Linked DNA regions of Mus musculus: all the other regions are linked to region 3. A link is a contact called in public HiChIP or PLAC-seq and promoter capture Hi-C data. All regions are on one chromosome and are shown on one strand. Each heading gives the region's core, a stretch centred on a gene start, on an enhancer-like site or on the middle of the called end of the contact. The rest is flanking DNA. Distances are from core to core; before and after follow the strand shown. Region 1 holds the start of Zfp90 (zinc finger protein 90). Region 2 holds the start of 1810019D21Rik (RIKEN cDNA 1810019D21 gene). Region 3 holds the start of Hsd11b2 (hydroxysteroid 11-beta dehydrogenase 2). Region 4 holds the start of Slc7a6os (solute carrier family 7, member 6 opposite strand). Region 5 holds the start of Nfatc3 (nuclear factor of activated T cells, cytoplasmic, calcineurin dependent 3).

Region 1 (4,036 bases), core at 17-2,516, 900 kb after region 3:
AGTATTTGCAGAGTTTCCAAGGGGTTTGTTGTTATTTATACTTTCTCCGCCCCCGCATCCCAGCAAAAATCCACAGAACACTGTGATAAAAAGACAAATAGTAACAGGTGTGGGTAGGAATGTTGAAATCTATATGCTGTTAGTTTAAAAAAAAAAAAGATGGAAGTGATACAGCCTCTTTAGAAAACATTCACAGTTCCTTCAAATGCTAAACATGGTGCTACCAAATCTCTATAATTCAACTTCTCTGTATCTACCCCAGATCAATGAAACTGCACCCCCATAAACGTGTGTACACACATATCCTCTGTAATGTTGCTTTGAAGATAAAAGCATAAAATCTCACAGTGTGAACAACGCAGACGCTACCAACTGATGAATGAATGTGGTACACTCGGGCAATCAGATCTTTCATTCAGCATTAAAAAAGAATGGGATAGAGACTCCTGTGATGTGAATGAACTCAGAACCACTGTAATAACTGAAAGAAGCCAATCATAAAACTTCATATTGCCTGATCTTATGAGATACCCAGAAGAGACAGATTTGTCACAAAGACAGCACAGGTCAGTGGTTGCCCGGGATCGAGAGGAGGTGGGTTAGGACGAGGGGACGGTTATTAATGTACATGATTTTTTTTCTTTTGTGGCTAATTAAAATGTTCAAAGAGGAGACTACAACGATGGTTGTGCAACTCTTTTTATGTACTAAAGTCTATTGAATTATACACTTTAGTCATTCGTGCATGCATTGTTTATTTATTTTGGCTTGTAAGACCAGGTCTCTTGTAGCCCAGGCTGGTCTTGAACCACAGTTTAGGATAACCTTGAACTCCCGATCCTTAGCCACTTGTGTGCTAAGAGAATTGAGAATTGAGTCTACAGAGTGAGTTTCTGGACATCCTGAGCTACACAGAGGGAGAAAGAGGGAGGGGGGAGGGAAAGGGAACGGGATGGGAGGTGGAGGAGAAGGAGAAAAGAAAAGAAGGAGCGGTGAGAATTTCTAGAAGCTCCAACACACACACACACACACACACACACACACACACACACACACACACACACACGACAAAAACTTTGAACCTTTCCAGCAGCTCCAGAAAACACACATACCAAAGAAAAACTTTGAACCTAACCTGCCCGCCTTCTTGTGCTCTTACTGCAGCCCCCCACTAGGAGGCAGGACCTCTGCAGGGCGGGCACGCGAGGATAGCTGGGAATCGTAGTTTCTGCACCCGTGGATGGGCAGGCGCGAGGATCATTGTGCGCAGTCGCACTCGTGGCTCTGCGCCCGCCGCTGTGGCCATTGTCCGACCCTGTTGTTGCAGAGCAGTACTGCCGGGAACAAGAAACTGCAGCGGGCGCTAGAGGGGCGGACCTGAGGTCGCGGATTCCGAAGCCCCGGAGGCAGATTCCGAGTGCAGTGGGTAGGAGGCTGTCCTCCGGGCCTCGCCGACCATCCTGCGGACGGACTGGGCGTGGCCGGAGGAACTGTCCCGAAGCTGTGGGGCCTTTCATTTGGCCTTGGGAAGAGCAGCAGGAGAAGGCGGGGCTCCTCCCCACGTTTCGGCCGAAGTGGCTGCAGAGCTGAAGGGGTGGGGCCTCGGGGTAGCCCGGTGAGTGGATCCTGTCCTCTCTCCTCAGCCCTGGACCATAGCCAGCACACACTGAGGCAGGAATGGCCCCGAGACCTCCGACGGCCAAGCCCCAGGTGAGCCGAGCCTTCCCCCACCGCCCGGAGCATCCCACCCTGAGAGGCCCCCGGAGTCTGTATGGAACAGTTATTGGTATAGGTATAGAGAGTCTTAGTTTGGATCGCTTTGAGTCTCCTCCTCTGGAGAAAACCCCTCCCAAAGTGCCCAGCCCTGGGCAGAGCAGGATTTCTGAAAGGATGGAGTTAAAGAGGAGACTAGGGAAGTGCGATCTTGTGAGAGGAAGTGTTCTGGGGGTGTCAGCACTGAGACTTTATTGCAGTGTGCACTTCTTAGAACTCTTCAGTGAGGAATGGAGGATAGAGGGACAAAATAGAAAAGCCCCCTGCTTCCCATCCAAAGGCCATAAAGAGATAGTAGGGGGGCAGAAGAGACCTATTAGAATAAGAGGCCGGTGAAGGTTGGGCGCTGAGTCGGAGACCACCATTACAGCCAAACCTGGTCAGACAAGCTCCAGCTTTTCTTGCCCCCCCCCCCGCCCCACTCGTTTTATTTTCCTTTCTTTCTTTCCCCATTAACAAATGTATAATAGTGCGCACCCTCCATAGCCCCGGCTTCAGGTTAATTAGTAAGAGACAGATTTATCAACCCACTTTTTAGTTGTAGCAAAAGGGGCATTTTCTGGACATAAGCTCTGAGGCTGTCCGTTTTACTTTGATGAGAACATAATCTGAACTCTCTTTGGAGTTGAAGGTAAGAACTAGGACTATAGCTCAGTGGTAGATCACTTGCCTAGTATGTGTGAGGTCCTAGGTTCAATTCCCAGCACCTCCTGGAAAATGATAAGGATGGGCTGGAGAGATGGCGCTCCAGTTAAGAGCACACACTGTAAGCTTTTACACGCTGCTCTTGCAGAATTAGTTTCGTTCCTAGTACTCACGGCAGGAAGTACACATCCACCTTGTAATACAGGTTAAAGGGGACCTGATGGCTCTGGCTTCTTGGATACCTGCTCTCACAGGAACAAAATTGTTAGAAACGGGGGAAAAAAATCTCAGCTCAAGGCATTGAGGAAGAAAGGATCGCACAGAGTTGAAAGAAGCCTAGCAGGGCTCTGAACTCTTGTAAAAATGGTCCAACTGAACCAAAACTGAGCTAAAAACCACAGTTTGCCAGGGTGACTTCCGTCTTTTCTCCCTCACAGAGGTGGTGACTGAAACTCATCCCGTTAATTGAAGCTTGATCCTATAATCTGACACGATTGGCTAATTGTTGCAAAGGGGAAGGCTTGGGGAATATAATATGGGCCTTTATAAGGCTATTTTCGTGAGGGGAAAAAGGGTTTGCACAATACCCACAGAGAGACCCATAATATAACAAAATACTTTTAACAGTAAGCTACAAGTTGTAGTTGCTACAGGTATCATATAATCAAGTTCAATCTAGATAAAAATACTAACAGTATCTTTTAAGGTCAGTTTATAGAGTCCAAAAATGTAGCACAGTCAGTTGCTATGTATATCATATAATCAAGTTCAATCTAGTTAAAAATACTAACAGTGTCTTTTAAGGTCAGTTTATAGGGTCCAAAAATGTAGGGCAGTCAGTAGAGTCGCTGCCTAGAGTGCAGGGAACCCTGGGTTTACATCCCTTCATGAACTGCACACAGCCTGGGGAGAACTAGAGAAGTCACCCTTGGGAAAGAACATTGATCGAGGTCTAGAACAGTGGCTAGGAGTATTTTCTGTAGAGCTGAGGGAAGGCCATGCACTGTGGTGAGGATGTGCAAAGCAAAAGGATGCAAAAGAGAGACAAGTTAATAAGGCAAGGAGTCCATGTGACAGGAACCGAACTGCCGCCTTCTGCCTTTTGTGGATCAGCAAGTTGCTGCCTGGTTGTGTTGTTTGCAAAGACCCACACAGGTGATGATGATGGTGATGGTGGTGATGATGATGATGATGATGTTCTAGATTATTTTAGACCTCTACCTCCTGCTATTCTTTCCAGGCAACTGAATCACCTTCTCTTTAAACTTTGCTTCCTATCCTATGCCCTGTGCTTCTGTCTAATGGGAAAAAAAAAATCAAATTGTAGAGCTAGAGATGGCCTCAGCTGATACAATGCTTACCTAGCATGAGCCAAGCCCTGGCTTCCCTCCCAGTGCCACAGACACCAGATGTTGTGGTGCGCGCCTGTAATCCTGCTGTTGGGAAGTAGAACCAGAAAGATCGGAGGTTCAACCTCGACCACATAGTGTGCTGGAGATCAGCCTGGGATACACGAGAACCTGTCTTAATAATTATAAATGGGGCTAGAGAGATGGCTCAGCAGTTAAGAGCACTGACTGCTCTTCTGAAGGACCTAAGTTCAAATCCCAGCTACCAT
Region 2 (4,030 bases), core at 1,462-3,961, 620 kb after region 3:
TCTCACCTGTTGGTTGAGCACCATATGCACACCATGAGGCCGAATGTCAGCTGCTGCCTCTCCTAGAAAACTCAGAATGTCTTCAATGGTGGCTGTGTAGGGCAGGCCTCTAAGGCGAACACAGTCCCTCCCAGTTCCTCCTGCCAGTGGAAAGGGAATGGGCAGCAGTGGAGCAGTCAGTGTGGGAAGGAGTGGACTGGCTGCATAGCGGTTAAGGACCTAGTAAGAAAAGCAACAGATTCATTACACTAAGTAGGGGACCCATGGCACATGCTGAAGAAGCAGCACATTGGGGCACAAGGAGCCTTGAGAGTGCTCACCTGCTGCACCTCGGCTGCCGTGCTCCTGAAGAGTTCAATGTATCGCTTACCCAGCATGCCTTTGTGCCTGCGCAGAGCAGCCTGTGCCAGCTCCTCACAGGCAAAGAGAGCAAAGGCATCCCCAGTAGGCCTGCCATCAGGGTGGCGGACAAAGAGCAGCCCATCAGCACCCCCAGTCACTGGGCATTCTGGCCCCAGGAAGCCTAGAACATCTGTTGGCCCGGCTGAAAAGGGTAGTCCCCGTAGCCTCAGGATCACTTGATCTTCCCGTGATAGGAAACGGGCCACCTCTAGTGATGTGCCTAGGTTGGAAGGACAGGGGTCCCTTGCTGAGTTAATCCTTGTAGCGTGCACCCACAGGGGACCCAAAAGACAGTGAGTGTAGGGAATGGGGTACAGATCAAGACAAAAGGGAACTAGGACCTTCTATGGGCACACTCACCCCCTGCAATCTTTACGAATTCCTCCCCTGTGGCTTTATATACCTGCAGGTAGAGAAACCAGCCCATAGGTCTCAGCCCTTACTCAGTTTTGCCCTGCTCCACTTCTAGCCAAAAGCCCCACCTCAATATAGCGGACACCCATGTGGTGTTTGTGTCTCTGCAGCGCTAGGTCCCGCTGCTCGCTGTCCACGAATCGGATGAGGGCCTCGCCATTTCTGCGGCCCTGGGCGTTGAGACAGAGGGCCACACCACCCCTGTGGAGCCGGGTGTTGTTAGTGCCTCCTGGGTAGGCTTGCCCTCTTACCCCTCCCATCCTGTCACACCCACCTGGCAATGTTGAGCCCTTTGAAGAATCGAGCCACATCCTGGTCTGATGATTGCCAGGGCAACCCACGGGCCCGTACTACAGTCTCATTGTCCACCACATCAGCCTTGCTGCTGTGGGGGGCAGGGCAAAGGATCAGAAATGTCCAAGGATTGTCACCCCCATCCCAGCTCCTACACTCACCAAGGGCCTGTCTCGTATTTCTGCTTTACCACTTCTGGCTTCGAGAACAACTGACCTGAGAGGAGATGGCATGGGGGTCAGCAGGGTCTGGTGGAGGAAGTCTCTCCACCAAGCTCAGCAAAAATAGGACCGGTGAGGGCATTGAGGACGCGGCAGAGGGGTTTCTACCTTGTGTTCTCTTAGAGAAGGTCACAAGTCAGCAAGGGGACTCTGTTGAAGGGATGGGCACTCACCCAGTCCTGACAGTAGCTGGCAAGCAGGGCAAGAATCTTACCATTGGACCCTTCAAGTAGGTGGAGAATAACAGCTACCATAGTCTTCACTTCCCAGACCCCAAAGTCATCTTCGGTAGCATCTGTTTCTAGTCCCAAGTCTATAGGCAGAGAAGTGACAACTGAGGTCCAGGTCTGTACATCCCACGTCACCCCGAAACACCCAGAGAATCCTAGCAAACACTAGTTGTGGCCCAGTTCATACATGTACCTACAGGTCCTCAGACCAAACACAGACATGTCCACATTCCAAATGTATCCCAAAGAATGAGGCTAAAAACATAGACCTGTCTACATTCATACAGCCCATACGGCATCATGCACATGCTTGGACATATTAGTCACCCCTCCACCTTAATTTTGATGGGTCACAGATACCCTGTGCCATGGTGCCCACTGTGAGGTCTCTGGCGGAGCAGGTGCTTGGGTGCTGCATATGGAATTCTCTGCGGAGGTCGTAGAAGGAGAAGAAGGTGTCGGGGAGCACCAGGTTCTGGGAGCACATGGGAGTGGGGGTGAATAGGTAACCTAAGGTGTTTACAACAGGGGCCTTGGGAACCCAACCGTACCCATGTGCCCTCAATGACATACCTTCCTGGAGGCCTCAGGATGCAGAACCTGTCGCAACAGCTGCTGCCCATCAGTGCAGAGCACATAGGGGCCCCCGCCCAGCAGAGCCACATCCCCGCTCACCAGCTGTGAGAACTGGGGACAGGGAGTGGAGACTCAGACATAGACTCACAGCTAGACAGCTGAAACTGGGGGGGAGGGGTAGCAGGAGGGAGGGACTCAGGCTGCAAAGCTGGTTCATCAGGATGTTCAACCCTACCCTGCCTGGGAAGTAAAAGGCCTTGCCCTAAATCCCAGGCTCCTAATCCCCACCCCTAGCCTAGTTCCCTGTCACCTCCTCTAGGCCAAATGAGAGCAGTCGCACATAACCCAAGCCCCCATTAAACACACTCCAGGAGTCTGGAGTCGGGCCAGAGCAAACACCTGGTGGAGTGAGGCAAGCAGGTGGGGAGGGGAGGAGCAAAGCAGGTTAAACCTGTCCTGGACCAGGCACCACCCTCAGACAGGTGGGGGAGGTTCACACCTGCCCGAGGGCCAAAAGGCCCATGGTCAATGGCAGCCCCGCCCCTTGGTCCGACCAACCCAGGAACAGAGCCACCAAGGACAGAGCTTCATACTTGGCCACTCGCAGCAGCCTGAGCTTTGACCCACACCCCATCGACCAACTGGCACAGAACTGTTTGCTCGTAGAGGGGGGTGGGTGGCACTCTGAAGGCTATCCAGCACGATCCGGCCCTTTCCCTTGGCAATTCTGTGACACTTTCCAATCTAAGGCCGACAGAGCAAGGCAACCAGATTTTTTTCTACAGCACCCTCCCAGGTGAGCAGTGGGCCTGGAGCCCTTCTGTAACCTGGCATCTGTAGGTCTTCTCATTAAGAACGAGAGTCAGAAGAGGAAAGGACTTAACACTCATTACAACTCAGTCATGGGGTGAGTGAGCAATGCAAACAGGGAAAACTCACTCCCACTTGGCCAGGGTGCGGGGTGGGTATGGGAGGGGGCATGCGCCTAGGCCTTTGCGCTCATTGGGCAGGTAGCCCCTAGATAATGTTCGGACAGCACCCACTCACCCACGCCTGGCCAGTCAGCTGGGACAGGCAGGCCTAAACCAGCCGGCCTCACCTAGAGGCGTCTGCCCCCGAGGCAGACACCGCCCGACGCCCTCGCTTCAGCGGTTCCCAGGAGAGCAGGCGGCAGAGACCAAGTGATCTACCGCTAAACCTGAGCCCACCTCGACCCTATTTCTGACGTGTCCTCTGCTAGCGGGGGGAGTGGGAGGGAGAGGAAGGGGCCTCGGGGGGATGGATCCCTTAGCCGCTATTGTCAACTTCCTCGGCAGGAGTGGATGTCTGTAAAGGTTGGAAGGTAAGGTGGCTCTGGGAATGGCCTAGCACGCTTCCACGCGGTAGTCGCTCAAAAGTTTCAAACAAGACCTTGTCCTACTGGCCGTGCCACTGGGTCGCGTCGCTCCAGGTCTCCCCTCCTCCCCTCCCCCTCGAAGTAGTGTCCCTGCCACTCCGCAGTTCCACCACCCACGCGGGCCCCCACGCTCACCTGTTGCAGCACTTTGTCCAGGGACTCCGCCCGCGCTAGGCTGTCTGCGCTGAGTCCACTCGCCTCGCGGCATTGTGGACTCAGGGCAGCCGCCTCGGCGCGAACTAGCGACTTGTGCAGCGTCCCCACCTAAAAGCACCGAGGGTAACCCCATGAGCCGCTGTGCCTCAACAGGCTCTGAAGCGTCCCGAGGTCCCCTCTTTCCCACCCTACCTGTCGGCTGCGCGGCTCCACCACTTGCCAAACTAGGAGGATTAAGTCGGTCTCGTCCGAGCCTAGGTCCGGCCCCAGCGCACCGGCAGTGGCCCCGAACAAAACCACCAGCGACTGAGGTTCGGGACAAGGGTCTGTGGCCGAGTCTA
Region 3 (3,981 bases), core at 224-2,723:
CACACCCAAGGTCAGGGACACACAGCTTACTCAGGCAAGTCCTGACACCCAGGCCAGGGTTCCACCATTGTCCATATTTATAGACAGAGGATGGGTGGATGGAAACACACGAGTGACTCTGAGTGGGGACAGAGGAGTGACTCTGAGTGGGGAACAGGGGTCTTCATGCAGAGTTCTTCCTCTCAAGAGAGTCTGGACACCAGCTCCTTCCCGAAGAGTTCACTGGCTCTTCAGGAACCCACACCCGGATGGAAGGGAGGGCTTTGAGTGTTTACATGAAACACTGGACCGGATTCTGGATACAGGGAAGAGAATGAACCGCAGGACAGAGAGCTGTGATAAGGAATCTATGACCCTCTCAGGACCTAGAAAGGATAGAGATGAGGAATGGGGAGGTGTGTGTGTCAAGGGGGGAAGGTCTGGGGGTTCACAGACGTAGGGATCTCCACAGCTCGGCTTTGCTCCTCGCTCTGCACTTAACCCCCAGTGCCTGCCAGAGCCCTGGCATGCATGTTAGGCACAGGTTGCCAGACACGGGGGTGGCGCAGGGTGCCAGGCCACACACAAACAAGGACCTTCATACACACAGGGAGGGAAATGCACCCACACACTACTTAATTCATCCCCTGGGGACTCAGTGTAGCAGATCAGGGACCACCCTGTCCTGACCCTTCTCCCAGGTCTTCCCATTAACTGGTTCCTGGGGAGGGGGTAGATGAAGCTAAAGAAAAAAGGAGACCTTGATGCCTTCATTGACCTTTCCATCTCTGTCTTTCTCTGTGTGTTTCTGTCTCTCTGTATGTATGTCTCTCTCCTCCTCCTCCTTCCTCTCCCTCCATCCCCAGTTCTAGACTATGGAAGAAAATGAAGTGAAACAGAACCCCCCTTCTCTCCTAGCTGTGGCTGAGAACTACCCAGGTGAGAGTGCACATTTGGGCGTGTGTACCAGGGACCTAAGGCCATGCCTGGCACTGCATGCGGGGGCGGGTGTGGCTGGCAGCAGACTCTGGCTGCTTCCATGCAGTGTTCTGGAAGTCATGGCAGTCACAGCCACAGCAATGTGGAATACTTGAATGAAAGTTGGTGGTGGTGGTGCTGATGTTGGTGGTATGTGTGTGTTAAGTATCCCTGAGGAAGCGTGAGCAGGATGTGCACTCCTGAGCTCGGAGGCTCAGAGTCCTTGGCATGCCAATAGGCGCACAGGAGTGAATGAGATGTAAGGCACAGGGTTGGGCAGACTGGCCCTTTCCCGGGCGAAGCTGGCGACTGACGGCTCCGCCTCATGCAACTTGGGGACTTTGTTCCGGCTTCTTCGAAAACGGATCTAGACAGGGGGGCTGGGCGGGGGGGCACCTGCCTGGCGTGGGGTGCTAAGATAGAAGTGGAGGAAAGCCCCACCCTAGCCCCGCCTTCGCACCGCCCCAACCCCGCCCCCAGGGCGCTTTATAAGCTGGGTCCGAGGACCCCGCAAAGAAAGCGAGTATCCCTCCCACCCCAGGCCGGTGTTCCTCTGCATTCCGTGTCCTAGCCTCGAGTCCCTCTCGGCGCTCCCCAACCAGGCCCCCGCCCCGCCCCAGCCCGGCCCCGAAGTCATGGAGCGCTGGCCTTGGCCGTCGGGCGGCGCCTGGCTGCTGGTGGCTGCCCGCGCGCTGCTGCAGCTGCTGCGCTCAGACCTGCGTCTGGGCCGCCCGTTGTTGGCGGCACTGGCCCTGCTGGCTGCTCTCGACTGGCTGTGCCAGCGCCTGCTGCCCCCGCCGGCGGCACTCGTGGTGCTGGCTGGTGCTGGCTGGATCGCGTTGTCCCGCCTAGCGCGCCCTCCTCGCCTGCCGGTGGCCACTCGCGCGGTGCTCATCACCGGTGAGTGTGCAGAGCGCAGGGACTCCAGGCTGGAGGGCGGGACCGCACACCTAGAGGGTTTCCCTTGGGCGCCATCAAGGGGAACTCCGCAGCTCAGACGTAAGAGTCCTTCTCTAAACGCAAGAAAGTGAGCCAAGTAGGAAGCTCCGGGCACCTCACCAAGTCTGGGTTAACTACCTGCGACCGCGAGGATTATTGGTGAGAAAGTAGAGAGTGGGCAGGTGCTCAAAGGAAACTAGTGACTGAAAGAGGAGAAACTTAGTTTATGCTGAGCTCCTTAAGAGATCAGGTGTGGAGCAGAAGACAGTACTTTAGGGGACTTCAGAAGACCCGAGACGGGGATAATGCCATCTCTTGAACTCTGCCTGACATCCCCCACATCACTAGAACACAGTATCTGCTATTCTCTGGGGGCAGAGTGCTTAGATGGTGAGTTCTGCTCCCCGACCTCCTCTGGCTGGAATCCTTGGAGTTCAGAACCGCCTGAGTTCACAGCAGCTGGAGAGTAGCTGCTTCTTAGATCCAGCTACCCACTGCCAAAACTGCAGCCGCCTGCAGTCTACACCTAACACCTCATCCTGCCCAGCCCTGGGTGCCCAGGAAAGGGTCCTCAGAGAGCTGGACTCAGGTGTCTCTAGTGCCTGCCTGTGCTTTCTTTGTCTGGAGCAGGGAATAAATCTGTCATCAGGAGGGAAGGGGAGGGGAGGGGGGCTGCAGACCCAGCAGGAAATGGGGAGGGGGAGGAAGGCCAGGGGGCATTGGTCCATTGCATGGGGGGAGGGGCAGCTGTTTCTCCCCCAACCACCATGGCTTCTTGGAGGTCTTGGTCCTTTATGGGTGGTCTGCATGATAGGATAGGGCCGGGAGACTTTAGGAGGAAATCCTTGAACTGGACCTTGGAGGGAGTTGGGTAGTGACAGGTGGAATCTGAAAGGTGTCTTGGATCCTAGAAAGGGCGTGAGACAAAGGTTTAAGACAGAAAGAAATAAGCACGGTTTGGGAAGGGGACAGTCAATAACCAGTCTGGCTGGGGGGGGGGGGGGATGTGAAGTTTCCTTGGGAGGAGACCCGAATGTCAGGTGAGAAACCAGATTGCACTAAGGTGATATGGCTTCGGAAGAGAGGGTGGAGGTTGAGTAGGACTCAGGTGATATGGAAGAGACTTCCAGAGTGAGTGTGAAGCCACGGCAAGCCCCCCCCCCCCCCCCCTTTCAGGAGCCTGAGGAAGGAAAGCTACTGAATTCCCTTGAAATGAAGCAGGGACTCGTTATAGGCTCTGCCTTCAAACATGGAACAGATCTCTTCCTGTCCTGTGTGAGCGGCTTTCACCAGATCCTATGCCACTTCAGGTTCTACTGATACAGCTGGGGCATCCTGAGATCTCACCTCAGGTCTTTGCTACTGGTCTAGTCTTGAGCCTGAGCAAGAGGTGAGAAGAGGGATGCTTTCTGTGCCCCAGGCTCCTTCCATCTCTGCAAACCTCAGTGTTTGGGAGAAGAGAATTTGGCCCCAGCCTACTCCCGTGTAAGCACTGGAAGTTGGCTTCTAGCTTCCTGATGCCTGAAAACTCTGGGGTTTTCCGAGTCACCACCAAGCAGCAAGAGCACTTAAGTGACCGGTTCTTGACCCACCTGCCAAGAACACTGCGCTTTCTGCCTACACTCATCCCTCCCCAAGAATGCCCAAGAATTGTTTGTCAAACCTAGGCCACAAGCTCAGCCATGCTGTCATGTCTGGGCTGTGTGACTTGGTACCTTGTGTGCATGCATTATGTATGTGTCTTCGTGCTGAAGGGAGACAGGGGTCAAGCTCGTGTGTGAACATGCAGGCAGGTTTACAGGTGAGCAAGAGGGTAAGGACCCCGGAGCTGAGTTTCTGGGAGGCTTTTAGTAAAGTTCTGTCTCCTCCAAAAGGAAGCAGAAGCAAGAGTGCATGTGTGTGCACACACACTCCCTTCCCCCAGTCAGATTTGCTTGGGAAGGACCCCTCAACACAGACTAGCAGGCCCCAGCTACACAAAGCCCGGTTTGCAGCCCCCAACCAGCTTTGTTCTCTTCTCAGCTCAGGGGGGAGGGGCTGAGACGAGGAGGGGTGCTGTTTGTCCAGGAGTGGGGAAGCTGGGCT
Region 4 (3,681 bases), core at 106-2,605, 690 kb after region 3:
AATTCTGGGAACTTCTCAGAGGGTATATATAAATGCTAGAGCCCCGTCTTCAGGGAGGTTGGAGGCAAATTGTTAGTAGTCTGACCATACACTGCACCAAAACCTCCAAAATTGTGAGCTAAAACTCCTTCCATATTTACCTCATTTTTCGTAGCAATGACAGTTTAACATCATCTCTAAATACTGTATATCTTTTAAATAGCCAAATCCACTTTCAAAAGGCCTACATCAATTCTGTTTATTTATTTTGATACACGTTCTCACTGTGTAGCTCTGCCTGGCCTTGAAAGAAGAGATCTATTGATCCATGCCTCTTGAGTATTAAAGGCCTGATCAATCACACACAAAGTTTTTGTTTTTTGCTTTTTGTTTTTTTTTTTTTTGGAGACAAGGTCTCACTATGTAGTCCTTTTTGGGCTGGAACTCAGAGATCCACATGGTACTGCCTCCCAAATGCTGGGAGGGAAGGTGTGTATTACGACACAAGCAAAAGAGAAAGAAAGAAAACCAATCCTAAGGGGCGTGGGTTGCACATGCTTACTTATAATCCCAGCACTGGAGCGACGGAGGCAGAACTGCTGTGTGTCAGAGGTCTGCTTGGGCTCCATAGCCCGTACTATGTCAACCAGAGCTACACAGCAAAACTATCTCAACAGAACAAAAACAACAACAGAAATCAGGTAAAATGAGGTCAACTCTTAGAGATGGATCATCCATTCTTAAGCTTACAGTGTGTATGCTCTTCATTACTGCCTTTGGGAGCAGAGCAGACATATACAGTACTCACTTTGCGGCAGTCGGTGGCAGCAGCCTCTGGGTTTTCCTCCTCGTGGACCAGGTCCAACAACTGGAAGCCCGCATCCCCGACAGCTTCTGACCCACACTGAGGCTCCAAACTGTTCGAGGTTCCCGAGGATCGGTGGCTGGAGACCACCCTGTAGCGGCCCTCTTTACGGACCTCGCGCACCGAGGCACGAAGATCGCGGCGGATACGCAGCTGGCTGCTCCGGGACGGGCGCAAGGCAGCCCGCACAAGCTGCTGGATTGGCTCCTCCTGAGGGGCGTCGGGAAAAGAGATGACTGCGACACGGGCAGCGTTCAAAGATCGCTCCCACAAAGAGTCCATTCACCCTTCTCATACCTGGGATCGCACGGTGGCAACCAACTGGAAGACATTTCTCTCCGCCGCCGCCGCCTCCTGGCCCTCTGGCGTCTCCCGAGCCGCCGACTCGACCTCGCTGCTCCGGGGGCGTTTACAGGCCAGCACGAGCGCCTCGGCGGGCTCCGCGTTGCGCTTCCGCTTCACGCGCAACACCGCAGTCCTGCCGGCCTCCATAGCGGCGATCGCGGAGTACTGTGGGAAGGCGCGGGGCGCGACGGGATGTCCATCCAGTTCAGCGGGCGGGGCCTCACGGAACGTCACGCTACGCCTCGACGCCCCACCCACAGTGGGAGAGGCAAAATGGCCGCGGGAGTGGCGGCGAGTGGATCGCTTCCCACAGCGGGTGAGCTGTTGGGCTTGCTGGGGAGGTTGGGCCGTGGCTGGGCCTGGGTGCAGTCGGTCTTCCGGCCTCATTTTTAGGGCTCTGGCGTTGGGGATATTTGGGTTTCCGGTGTACTTATCTTCCGGGCTGCTCCAGAGTCCACGTGGAGTGGTTCAAGCACCCTGAGCAGGTCTGCCGCAGCGGTCCGCGTGGGTGACTGTCCTTTCTCAGACTGTCGCCGGGCGCAGGACTTGTGTCAGAAGCCTCGCCCCAGTCACTCACACCGGGCGGGACCTCAGTTGTATGCAGCGCCCCTAACCCAGCCGGGAACGGTTCGGTCCCGGGACCGTTCGGGCGGTTTTGCTTCGGGATGGCTTTCTCAGTTCGTATTCTGAGCAGTTTGGGAACCATTCAGTTCACGACACTCACCCGGAGAAGCGCCAGACGTTTGTGTGCCCGAGGTGGACATGCTTTTGATTAAAACACTGGAGTGGCCCTCAGTGCATTTTTAAGTGTGTTCTTAGTGAAACCCTAGCGACATCACAGATAAGCAAGTGTCCTTAATCTGTTGCGGAATAACCACTTCTGCGCTTTTACTGTATAATGTTAGCTCATTGCTCGGCTTACCCTGCCTTCTCACTTGCCTTCACTTGAAGGCTGGACCCCGATGGACTTGTGGGGCCTTTTTAATTATGTAGGAATTTCTGAAAAGTGGCGAAACTTCCAAACAGCCCTATATATTTACTGTAGGCCCCCCCTCACCCCCAAATTTTTCTTCAGACAGGAATCTCATTGTGCAGCCCTGACAGGCATGGAACTCATAGAGATGGTCCTGCCTCTGCTTTTCTAGTGCTAGAATCAAAGACATGCAACGACACGTTGTTCTGTTTTGTTCTTGTTTTATGACAAGGTCTCACAGCATTGCCCAGGATGGCATCAAACTTTAGATCCTTCTGCCTCAGTTTCCTACGTGCTGAGATTTTAGACATGAGCTACCACAACTGGCTTTTATTATAGTTTTTGATGGTATATCCTATATAAAAAATGAAAATTACTCTTGTCAGAAATATCAAAATACTGGTTAATTTTCTTTTGAGATGGGCTGTCACTATGTAGTTCTTGCTGGCCTAGAACTTACTATGAAGACCATGTTGACTTTGAACTTACACAGAGATCTGCCTGTCTCTGCCTTCCAGACCTGAGATTGAAGGTCGATGTTATCATTAATAAAGAATTGTAAGTAACTTTGACATTTTTGTCTGTTTCTTTATTTTTTTTTTCTCTTTGTTTTCTTGTCCTTTCTCTCCATCCTAGGCATTATAATTGATTAGGTTTCTGATATCAAGATATCTTCCTAAGAAGTAAATTAACAAGCCTCACGTTTCTGTGCAAACACTGAGGAGCCAGTTGGCACCATGAAGGTCTTCTGTGGCCGTGCCAATCCTACCACGGGATCCCTGGAGTGGCTGGAGGAGGATGAACACTATGATTACCACCAGGAGATTGCCAGGTACCCAGGGCTGCTGCTCAGCTGGCTGCAGGGGTGCAGGGCTCCTCCATGTCAATTTAGGTTTGAAGAAGATTGTGGAGATTGTTTTTCTGAGCAGTTGAGGTCTCTGTTAGGAGAAGAGAGCACCTGCTGAGAGCAGTGTGGGAAGTGGGTTGGAGAGAGGACAGGGAGTCCTCTGTCCTAACGTAGAAGCAAGCAGTGGAGGTGAGAGAGGCAGAGCAGCTTGGAGGAGCAGGAAGGAGTTTGGTAACCCACTGAATGCAGCAAGAGGGGAAAGTTCAAGAAGCACCAAGATTCCTCCCGGCGAGATGACCGGGTGGATGGGATGCCCACCCGAGAGGAGGAGGTGTTAAGGTTTGGACACTTCCTGTGATGCTAGAGGTCGACAGAAGCACGAGTTGTGGAGACACAGAGTTTGCGGGCGGAGCTCGGTAAAGGTGAGGTTGAGAGAAGTTGCTGCATCCCAGTGAGAGAGGAGATGGAGATGGAGATGGAGCGTAAGAGGATCAGCCGAGGAGACTGAGGAGAGCCAACAGGAAAGTTAGGATGGAAAGAAAAGAGAAGCTCAGGGAAGGGAGGAACGCAGGAAAGGGTCGGGCTGCTCAGAAGCCCTGAATGCTGATGCCCATCAGCAACAGCAGTGGGCAGGTGTGACGTGGGGGAGCTCCTTTGGGGAGTGGACTGGAG
Region 5 (3,942 bases), core at 549-3,048, 540 kb after region 3:
TGATGGGGGCCCGAGCATGGTGGCACACGCCTTTAATCCCAGCACTCGGGAGGCAGAGGCAGGTGGATTTCTGAGTTCGAGGCCAGCCTGGTCTACAGAATGAGTTCCAGGACAGCCTGGACTACACAGAGAAACTCTGTTTCAGGAAAAAAAAAGAAGAAGAAGAAGGAGGAGGAGGAGGAGATGATGAGCTCCTGATCTTGGCCTCTGCCATGTGAGTGCTGGCACTCCAGCCATGTGCCATTAAGTCTGACTGCCTCCTCTTCCTGCTGATCTGAATGCCCTTAGCCAAGTGTTCTATAGAGAAGTGACTATTATAGTCTCCAGCTTAGCATCACCCAGTGACCATGCCCACTCATACAGCATCACCTTTGGTTTCTGATCATTGGTCCTTCCATGGAACAAGCTTTGCTCGTCTTTTGCTTGGATCTCCAGTTTCTACTACTCCTGTAGCGTGTGGGTGGGTGTTCAATGTCCTCAGAGCTCCTATCACAGCTCTAATCTCTTTGCACAGTAATTATATATTTGCTATTCCTCTCTCTCTCAACCCTGATGGGAGACTATCTCTGTATCTCTGTGTCCCTCATAAGTACTGGTAAAGCCCTGAGCAGGAATAAACCAGTCCAAGATGAATGGCTCACGAGCTCAGAACATTCCTTGCTCTTCTGACCCTAGGCTTAGCCGGGGTCCCCCTGAGGCTCACTTAGTAGCCCAGGAATCACTGAGATGCAGAGATCTTTGCAAGGAGCTTGTGCTTGCTCCATTCTCCCAGGGGCTTTTGTGAGTAGTATCAGACTTGCTGTCGTGGAGGAGGTGGTCACTGGCTTCTCCCAACTCCTTCTCTTAATCATGCGCTAAGTAAACAAGACTGAGTCCCCAGACTCCAAGGGATGGTGTCTTGGGCCATCTCATGTCTCACCGGGGAAGGCAGACTCTTTGAGGTGAAACCAAGATTGAAAGCCGGTTCTTTTTGACAGCGTCACTTCCTATATGTGGGCTTTCCTTGCTCGGGTGTCACAATGCCTTAGTCTCACGGTTATGTACTAAGATGCAGAGGCCAAGAAGGGTACTTTTCTCTGTGTCTGCTCAACTTCCGTCAAGGACCAGACCTGGTCCCTCTGATTTAGGTGAGGCCTAGCTAGAATGCATGGCATCCTCTCCGGGCCGGCTTGAGGGGACAAAGGCACAGCCACTGAGACGGGGCCCCACCCCAGAAGGGTGGCTCTGAATCGACTCCAGACTTGTCTCGCAAGGTTTTCTTCGGCTCCACCCTAACCTACCCAAAAGTTCGAACCAATCCCTGGCCCTCTCCAAGTTACGCCATCGAAGTTGGTATGGAGGGATGCGGGGGATGAGTGGTAACTTTTGAGGTGGTCTAACGAACGTATCCACTCTAAACTCAGCTATAAGTGAAAAGTACCTCTGTGGGGCCAAATATCCGGACACCTATAACCCTGGCGCTCTGCTACCCACTTCCTCGACATGAGCTCCGCCCGATGAGGGGGAAAAAGATAGTCTCCAATTGGCCTACGTGGGTTCCCAATCTAATTAGACAGCGCTATTGGCCCTACCCTGGTCTTGGTTTAGAAACTGCGGAAGAAAGAGAGTTTTAACTACAACTTCCGAGAGGGAGCAGGGCTCTGGCGCTTCTTGCTCACGTGACTTCCTCCTCGCAGAGGACTCACGCGATAGGTCGGTGAGGAGGCGGGGCCCGTGGCTGTCAGCGGGGCCAGCGGCCTATGGGCTGCCCCGTCGGGCGGGAGCGCGGCGAGGGGCGGGGCTGGGCGCGCTGCAGGGCGCGGGAGCGCGCCGGCGGCGGTGGCGGCAGTGGCGGCGACTGTGGGGGTGGGGGGCGGGGAGCCTTGGTTGAGGCGACCGTGGCTTTTCTGCACCCTCGACCGGCGGCGGTGACGGCTCCCGGTGCGGCGGGGCGCTCGGCCAGCTTTCTAGGTCGGAACGGAACGCTCGGCCTCGCGGGCCCCGCCCGGAAAGTTTGCAGTGGAGCCGCGACCTCCTGGCCGGCGCGGCCCAGCATGAAGCGGCGCTGAGGAGCCGCCGCGGCCGCCTGAGGAGGAGGCGCTGCACCCCGGGCCACGCCGATGACTACTGCAAACTGTGGCGCCCACGACGAGCTCGACTTCAAACTCGTCTTCGGCGAGGACGGGGCACCAGCGCCGGTGTCCCAGGTCTCGCGGCCTGCAGGTGGGTGCCGGGCCGGCCGGGACTGTGGAGCGTGCCCTCGCCGCGCTCCCGCCAGCTCGCCTTCCCCTCGGTCCCCCTGGTGCGTGCGGGTGGCGAGGAAAGCCCGATTTAATTTGAGGAGGAGAAGGAGGCGTGTGGTTCGGGGCGACGTGGAAGTGTCTTGGCTGCGAGCGAACTAGTAGGGAACTCGACTCCGAGAGGCCAGTGGCCGGCGGACGCCCGGGCTTTGGAGGCAGAGGTTGTTGGGGCCAAAGCCCCAAGAGGTTTCTGGTTGTCGTAGCTGTGCCAGCGTGGTGCAGAGGAAATGTCTCCGAGAAGTGTAAGCGCACTTCGCTGTCTTTAGGCTAGTTGTAAAATTCTTTATTTGAAAGATGCGTGTTTTCAAATTCCACTTTAAAAAAAAATCTACTTTGCTAGAAGAGCGAGTTCGAGTTAGTGTCCACTTGTGTAAATTTATATTCCATCCACGCTTAGTTTCAAGTATACTATAACGGACCTTTCTGAAAACTGGGTTGTTTTGCTTGGGCAAAGTGTTTCTGGAGATTAAAAAACAAAAACAAAAAAACAAGATACGTTGCCTTTTAAAATTACAGTTCTCCTAGAATGTTCTAGAAGGCATTTTTTAATAATTTTAAAAAAAAAAGCTCTTCTCAGAAGATGTTTTAAAAGATAAGTTGGGAAAGCTGGACACCATAATGCTTGCGGGTCAAACCAGTCAGTAAATAGAAACAGGATGATGACTGGGGACTTAACTCTCTCCTGTGACCTGGTTTGGAATAGTGTGGTTCGTTAAGTTCAGCTTCCCTATTACATATGCAAGAGAACTTAGAAAAAGAAGATGGATAAGAGTATTCATGTTTATTCTTTCCAGTATTAAGTGAATTATTTAAATTTTTTCATAGTATTGTGAGGGCTAATACATTGTTTTCTCAGCGTTGCATTGAATCTCTAGGTGGTACAATACCTTTTAGTTCCTTTTCAGCCTTCGTATACTGTTTTCAACGTAATAAATATAAAGTTAAGAGTTGACTGTAGAGCCGGGGCGTGGTGACGCACGCCTTTAATCCCAGCACTCGGGAGGCCGAGGCAGGCGGATTTCAGAGTGAGTTCCAGGACAGCCAGGGCTACACAGAGAAACCCTGTCTCAAAAAACCAAAACCAAACAAACAAAAAACAAAACAAAACAAAAAACCCAGTTGACTGTATTCATTTCCAGTCCCATTAGCATTATTTTAATCAGCCTTAATGTCGAAGATACTAGTGGATACTCACTGGGTAGTGTATACTGATGCAGGCTCCTGCTCCTGATGAAAATTGGGAAACAGATGAGACACAGCTCAAACAGCTATTACTCGGCAAACTAAATTGTCATAAATTTTATATATAAAATAGAAAAATGGGGTTTATGGAGCTGATGGCATTGAGTTGCACTTAGGTTATGGAAATTGAAAAAATAAAACAACTTGTTTGAGTGAATTTGTAGAAAACAAGTTTGCAATTGGATTTGTAGTTGAAATTCCCAAAGATAAGCATGAACAGTTTTGCCAGAAGCCGACTTTAAAACGTTCTGGGCGGTTTTCTCGCCCCCCCCCCAACCCCACCTTTTGTTTTTTCTATCATTTCTTTTTTAGAGTCTAGTTCTGTCAGGTCTGCCGCCTCATCTTCCAAGTGCTGGTATTGGTGGCCATGTGCCACCATAATCAGTGGTCATTTTCTTAAGGATATTTGTTTTCCATTATG

The links. Promoter capture Hi-C pulls out the DNA fragments that hold promoters and counts their contacts. HiChIP or PLAC-seq counts read pairs in DNA pulled down with a chosen protein or histone mark. Capture Hi-C pulls out chosen DNA fragments and counts their contacts.
Region 1: a contact with region 3 is called in an H3K4me3 HiChIP or PLAC-seq map of pro-B cells, with 4 times the contacts expected there. The contact joins the promoter of Zfp90 here to the promoter of Hsd11b2 in region 3. A contact is called at or near these places in 1 of 39 promoter capture datasets (liver) and 3 of 115 datasets of contacts at active chromatin or transcription factors (large pre-B cells, microglia and pro-B cells).
Region 2: a contact with region 3 is called in a promoter capture Hi-C map of liver, with 2.8 times the contacts expected there. The contact joins the promoter of 1810019D21Rik here to the promoter of Hsd11b2 in region 3. A contact is called at or near these places in 2 of 39 promoter capture datasets (embryonic stem cells and pre-B cells) and 2 of 9 other capture datasets (embryonic stem cells and liver).
Region 4: a contact with region 3 is called in a promoter capture Hi-C map of pre-B cells, with 7 times the contacts expected there. The contact joins the promoter of Slc7a6os here to the promoter of Hsd11b2 in region 3. A contact is called at or near these places in 3 of 39 promoter capture datasets (hippocampal neurons, liver and pre-B cells), 6 of 115 datasets of contacts at active chromatin or transcription factors (bone marrow-derived macrophages, embryonic stem cells, large pre-B cells and 3 more) and 1 of 9 other capture datasets (liver).
Region 5: a contact with region 3 is called in a promoter capture Hi-C map of embryonic stem cells, with 3 times the contacts expected there. The contact joins the promoter of Nfatc3 here to the promoter of Hsd11b2 in region 3. A contact is called at or near these places in 5 of 39 promoter capture datasets (cranial neural crest, embryonic stem cells, fetal liver and 2 more) and 5 of 115 datasets of contacts at active chromatin or transcription factors (large pre-B cells, pancreatic cancer cells, pro-B cells and 2 more).

Annotation. Positions count from the first base shown.
Region 1 is chr8:106,414,061-106,418,096 of GRCm38.p6, forward strand. It overlaps Zfp90 (zinc finger protein 90), which reads left to right and starts at 1,267. Exons shown (of 4, transcript NM_011764.4): 1 at 1,267-1,710. The coding sequence starts at 1,678.
Region 2 is chr8:106,132,689-106,136,718 of GRCm38.p6, forward strand. It overlaps 1810019D21Rik (RIKEN cDNA 1810019D21 gene), which reads left to right and starts at 2,712. Exons shown (of 4, transcript NR_040346.1): 1 at 2,712-2,933. It overlaps Esrp2 (epithelial splicing regulatory protein 2), which reads right to left. Exons shown (of 15, transcript NM_176838.2): 1 at 3,882-4,030; 2 at 3,669-3,797; 3 at 2,135-2,248; 4 at 1,922-2,036; 5 at 1,546-1,644; 6 at 1,272-1,326; 7 at 1,091-1,201; 8 at 885-1,017; 9 at 763-805; 10 at 321-622; 11 at 7-219.
Region 3 is chr8:105,517,273-105,521,253 of GRCm38.p6, forward strand. Hsd11b2 (hydroxysteroid 11-beta dehydrogenase 2) reads left to right here and starts at 1,474. Exons shown (of 5, transcript NM_008289.2): 1 at 1,474-1,857. The coding sequence starts at 1,593.
Region 4 is chr8:106,209,578-106,213,258 of GRCm38.p6, forward strand. It overlaps Slc7a6os (solute carrier family 7, member 6 opposite strand), which reads right to left and starts at 1,356. Exons shown (of 5, transcript NM_001007567.2): 1 at 1,142-1,356; 2 at 788-1,054. The coding sequence starts at 1,336. Prmt7 (protein arginine N-methyltransferase 7) reads left to right here and starts at 1,477. Exons shown (of 18, transcript NM_145404.1): 1 at 1,477-1,505; 2 at 2,799-2,994. The coding sequence starts at 2,900.
Region 5 is chr8:106,057,792-106,061,733 of GRCm38.p6, forward strand. Nfatc3 (nuclear factor of activated T cells, cytoplasmic, calcineurin dependent 3) reads left to right here and starts at 1,799. Exons shown (of 10, transcript NM_010901.3): 1 at 1,799-2,202. The coding sequence starts at 2,100.